2 separate regions of the Pan troglodytes genome follow, and region 1 is linked to region 2. The links are chromatin contacts, called in public Hi-C maps. All regions are on one chromosome and are shown on one strand. The core of a region is the stretch at or near the end of the contact, and the rest is flanking DNA. Distances in the headings are between cores, read along the strand shown. Region 1 overlaps TRPM3 (transient receptor potential cation channel subfamily M member 3). Region 2 has its middle 71 kb from the start of MAMDC2.

Region 1 (2,700 bases), core at 11-2,510, 630 kb before region 2:
CAGTAAGCAGGACAGGCCCTTTCTGGAAGAAATGCTCCCGTTCAAGTCCACTGGGTCTTTAAGAGCTCAAGAACAACCCTAAATGCTATACTGCAGTGGGTGGGAAAACATACTGGGCACCATAGGAAAAAAGGACTCCTACAAATCCACAACTTCATTCTTGCCTTCATTACAAAGACAGGTTAAAAGGCAAGGGTTTCAGCTCTATAATGTTCTCTTCCAGAGAAAAGATGCAGTATCTGTTAGATGCAGTTGTACTGGGATCATTAAAAAATGTCTTATCTCTTAAGCCCTTCTCTTGAGTTTTTAAACTATTTGGGTGATATTTTAACTCTGACTACCATCTCCCCATCCTGAGAACTTGGGAGTGGGTCTGCTAGTCTTATTTTACAAGAGCCTGGATTTAAAAAAAAAAAAAAAAAAAAAAAAAGGAATGCCTTGCCTTGTTCCAGCTGGTTGTCTACACTTCGGTCTTCCCATTCATGGTGCCTTTTCTTCTTGACCAATGTTGTGGATTTCCCATTTGTAAACTGAAAAACAGTAATAAATTTGCTTTGGTCTTTGTGCAGCTCTCTGAGAACTGAGGCCTGCTCCTGCTGGGGCCCTGTGGCTGTGCTGTGCCAGCTGGCACTCGAGCGATTTAACGCCTAGACGCATATTCCTTCCCCATGATAAGCAGAAAAGGGAAGGACTCGAGCAGGGAGATTGGAGTCTCTCCAGGGACCAGACTGGGAGAAGACAGGGAGCAGTCTGTACTCCACGGACTGTTCTGGCAGAGGCTGCCAAACGGGCAGGCTGCCAGGAGCCTCGAGGCCTGGATATCCATTTCTCCTGAAGAGGCATAGAATAGCAGGGAGGGCAGGGCTTTGGAGGCTGGAGTCAGGAAGGGGTCAACTGAAGATTCCCGCTTCCCGTGGGGAGTGAGGCGGTGACCACCTCCGAGTCTGACCTTTTCCTCTGCGGCTCAGTGAGGCGGCGCCCCAACCCCTGTGTCCTGCCCTGAACTCACTGAAGAGTTGCTTGACGACCAAAGGGTGAGGACCCCACAGGCCATGCCCTTCCTGCCTCTTCACAGTCAGCACGCAGGACCTCCAGAGCTCAGACGCAAGATCCTGGAAATGTGGAAAAGTTTGCATGCTTTGGTGCCTTCCCAGGGATACACAAAAGGAAGGCTTTGTGGTTTCCCATGATACCCCCATTCCCAGCCCCACATACTTCTGCCCGGAGTCACCAAAGCAAGCCCCGGTAATCCCTTAATAGCATGGCACTGTTTACAGCATGCGTGGGTAGACGTTATCTCATCTGGATCCTACCCCCGCCGACAACTCTGTGAGGTCGATGGCGTGACTATGATGACGTCCCACTGCACAGGTCTGGGAACTGAGACTCAGGGTTTTAGCAATTTCCCCGTATCCCACAGCTAGAAAGGACAACTGAGTATGAAACCTGACAGATCCGTCCCTAGACTCACTGCTCTTTCTACTCCCCCACGATGCTCCTCAGGCTCCCAGGGTTCTAAGACAGGTGACTGAGGGCTGGTTCGAGAGGTGGAGGAGGCAGGGGGGATTCTTGACTTTCCACTTCTGCCTCACCCCGGACTGTTCTGCTCTCATCTTTTTTAATGTTGGGACTTTACCAAAAAATGCTTCACTATTTAAAAATGATACTACAAACCTCTGTGTTTAGCAGTTTTAGGAAAGTGTGAGCAAAGGGTTGGAAAAGCTCAAGGCATTGCCCATCAACCCCCTCTCCCAGCTACATACACGGATTTTTGCTCTGTTAAGATGCAGCCAGGGAGTGAGAAGCCATCAGGACAACACCAGCTGCAGAGATTGCTGATGACTAGGGCAGTGGTTCTCAAACTGTGGCCACCAGCAGGAGCTGGGAACTTGTTAGACATGTAAATCCTCCACCCCACCCCCAGCCTCCTGAAGCAGAAACTCCAGACTGAGGGCCCAGCATCTGTATTTTACCCAGCCTTCCAGGTGATTCTGATGTGCACTGAAGTTTAAAAACCCTGGGCTAGGGCTTAGGGCAGGACACTGCCTGTGAAAAATAGGGCTCCCAGGTAGCTCCTGGTACCCTGCTCAGCTTCCAAGTCCCAGCCCTGACTTACAAAAACCCGTCTTCCTTAGTATTTGAGAATTAGGTAAATCATTATAGTGGACATGAGGATTCACACAAATAGCTGGATATAGACCTGCCTCCAGTCTTTTCTCTCCTCTCCTTTGAGAGGTTCTGAGGTGGGGAAAGGGGTTGGTCATGGTTTGAAGAGATGGAATCCTCAGAGGTAAACACCAGCAATTGAGGAAGGTGGCCCTGGTGCACAGCTTCACTAAGTGGCATTCCCTGGCTTCTCACATCCTGGGGTGGTCTGTGATGCAGGATGGGTGCAACTTCTGCTGTCCAGCTGTGCATTTCATAGACCCATGCGTGGTAGCCCCTCTAAGTTTAAGGTAAGGCAAGAGTCCCACAAAGGAGTTAGGATATGCAAGGAACTGGAAAATTGCTGTTAGTGCCTACACAACAGTCAGTCTGTTGACAAATATGTATTGAGTTTCTATTATGTAACAGGCCTGGGGTACAAAGGGTCTGCCCTCAGAGCTTCAGTCTAGGAAAGAGAGAAGAATGGATGGACAGATTAATAAATAGATGATTGATAGATTGATTGATTGATAGGCAGACACACATACTCATACA
Region 2 (2,700 bases), core at 191-2,690:
CCCAACTCTACTAAAAATACAAAAAATTAGCCAGGCGTGGTGGCAGATGCCTGTAATCCCAGCTACTAGGGAGGCTGAGGCAGGAGAATCACTTGAACCTGGGAGGTGGAGGTTGCAGTGAGCCGAGATCGCACCATTGCACTCCAGCCTGGGCAACAAGAGCAAAACTCTGTACCAAAAAAAAAAAGAAAACGAAAAAGGAAAAAAGAAAGAAAACAGCTCTGTGAAACTGTAGAGTACATGGCCACAAATATTGACTGCTGATTTCATATTCTTTATCATCCATCCAGTACCTCAAGCAGTAGAAGAAGCAGGTAAAAGTTAGTTTCCAGAAACAGTTTAGCAGTTCTTCAAAAAGTTAAACATAGAATATCATATGACCCAGCAATCCCACTCCTAGGTTTATGCCCAAAACCCTTGTGTAGATTCACTTCACTCTGCTTATCCAGTCATCAGTCAGTGGGCATCTGAGTTGTTAACCCTGTCTTTTGGCTGCTGTGAACAATGCTGCTGGGAACTTTTATATATGAATGTATGTGTGAGCAGATATTTTCAACTCTCCTGAGTATATTTCTAGGAGTGGAATTGCCGGGTCATATTTGGTAATATTTTTTTCATATTTTTTAACTTTTTGAGGAACTGCCAAACTGTTTTCTACAGTGGCTGTACCATTTTACATTCCAGAAATATATGAAAATTTCGTTTCTCCCCATCCTCACTAACACTCACTTAAAAATATATATATATATAGCCTTCTTAGTGGGAATAAAGTAGTGATTTTGATTTCCCTAGTGGCTAGTGATGTTGAGCATCTTTCCATGGGCTTCTTGGTTATTTGCCTATCTTCTCTGGATAAATGTCGATTCAGATCCTTTGTCCAAGATTAAAACTGGATTGTTTGTCTTTTCGTTATTGAGTTGTAAAATTCTTTATACATTCTGGATACTAGGCCCTTATCGGATATATTATTTACAAATATTTTCTCCCATTCTGTGGGTTCTTTTTAATTTCTTGATTGTGTCTTTTGACACACAAAATTTTTGATTTTGATGAAGTCTTTATTTATTTATTTATTTATTCTTTCTTTCTTTCTTTCTTTCTTTCTTTCTTTCTTTCTTTCTTTAGTTGCTTGTGCTTTTTGGTCCATGAGATCTTTGAACTCCAGCTTTCACTACCAACTAGGTCACCCCTTTCTTACTTTACTTTCTGGAGAACGAATCTGGTGGGACTCTGACTAGTCAATGATTGGCTGCTCCAGGGGCTGATCAAGGGATTTGAGGACCAAGAGTAACAGAGGGGGAAGGGATACTGTGGTCAAACAAGACCACCAGGTGTATGCTTTCAGCAAGGGGTATGAGTGAGGGATCACTCCCAAATAGGGCACGTGGGATGACCGCATTCTCCCCCTACCAAGAAAATTGTCTCCTCACTGATCTGACACCTGGCAGCTGGCTGCCACCCAGTGGCGGAAACGAGAAAGGCTTAGGGGGTGCTAGTTTACAGTTGCTAGTTAGGTGGCTAAAATTTTGCTAGAAATTTCAGTTAGGTCACACGTTGGGGAAGGATGGGTCTGGCGTTTGGATTGTTTGTGACTCGGTTGGGTTTAAGTGAAAAACGGGCTTGTCTTTCTACGTTTGAAACTGCTGTCACTGTCACTAGCGCACTGCCTCCACGTGATAGAGAGCTGCATTCTTGTAGGTAGGCATCACCGTTTTAGCTGGAGAAGTTTGCTTCATGACCCATATGTGTTCCATTTATATGCTACTTCTACTTTTTAAAAATAGATTTCTACCCTGCCAGCAGCAACCCCCTTAATTTGAGGTGATTTTCTGGCAGTGTGTTAGGACGAAGCTGTGGCTGTGAATCACAGCACACCTAACCTTTCGTCTTAAGTTTGACCTTCTTACTTCAAACTCTACACAATCAAAATAAGTAACCATAAATTGGAGAGGAAAGAGACGAATACACACAATTAATAAACTAATGATTTAGAAGTAATAACCCAGTAATAATATCAGGGTACTCTTCACCACAATTCAATTCAACTGTTGATTCGCTAATGACAGAAATCCATCTTGAATGAACTTAAACAAAAGAATGAATTTGGCAGGGCACAGTGGCTCATGCCTGTAATCCCAGCACTTTGGGAGGCAGAGGTGGGTGAATCATTTGAGGTCAGGAGTTCGAAACCAGCTTGGCCAATATGGTGAGACCCCGTTTCTACTAAAAATACATAAATTAGCTGGGCATGGTGGTGGGCGCCTGTAATCCCAGCTACTCGGGAAGCTAAGAGAATCATTTGAACCTGGGAGGTAGAGGGTTGCAGTGAGCCGAGATCGCACCATTGCACTCCAGCTTGGGCAACAGAGTGAGACTCTGTCTTAAAAAAAAAAAAAATGAATTCATAGTAAAGATGCTGGAGTATCTCAAAATCAAAGGTAGGTTGGATAACAAAATGATGAGAGAGGAATGTGTGTTATGGGGCCTCATGGGTAGTGATAGCCTAAACTTGGTCTTCAACTCTTCCTCTTTCTTTCCTTATGCTTCAGTCTGTGTTGAATTCAGTCAGTCTCTCTGCAAATGAGCATTTCCACATAGTAGGAAACATAAACACTGAAAGCTCCCATATTTCATGTTGCAGTAAGGGGCTAAATCATTGCAGAAAACAGCCATCTCTCCTGCAAGTTCACGCAGAAAGCA

What was found. A called contact is a pair of places that touch in the nucleus more often than the background predicts.
Region 1: a contact with region 2 is called in a Hi-C map of stem cell-derived neural progenitor cells, with 5 times the contacts expected there. The contact joins two enhancer-like sites. A contact is called at or near these places in 2 of 7 Hi-C or Micro-C datasets (induced pluripotent stem cells and stem cell-derived neural progenitor cells).

The regions. Positions count from the first base shown.
Region 1 is chr11:61,108,076-61,110,775 of NHGRI_mPanTro3-v2.0_pri, reverse strand. All of the region lies in intron 20 of TRPM3 (transient receptor potential cation channel subfamily M member 3), which reads left to right. It overlaps LOC104007884 (a long non-coding RNA gene), which reads right to left. Exons shown (of 5, transcript XR_008537294.2): 4 at 443-530. Among named protein-coding and RNA genes, the nearest start is that of KLF9, 190 kb to the right of the region's middle. Within about 2 kb of position 1,260, at least 19 of the 24 cell types and tissues checked have an H3K27ac peak or open chromatin away from gene starts, as enhancers often do. A contact at or near this core is called in stem cell-derived neural progenitor cells, where this site is marked.
Region 2 is chr11:60,482,506-60,485,205 of NHGRI_mPanTro3-v2.0_pri, reverse strand. No RefSeq gene overlaps it. Among named protein-coding and RNA genes, the nearest start is that of MAMDC2, 71 kb to the left of the region's middle. Within about 2 kb of position 1,440, at least 2 of the 24 cell types and tissues checked have an H3K27ac peak or open chromatin away from gene starts, as enhancers often do. A contact at or near this core is called in stem cell-derived neural progenitor cells, where this site is marked.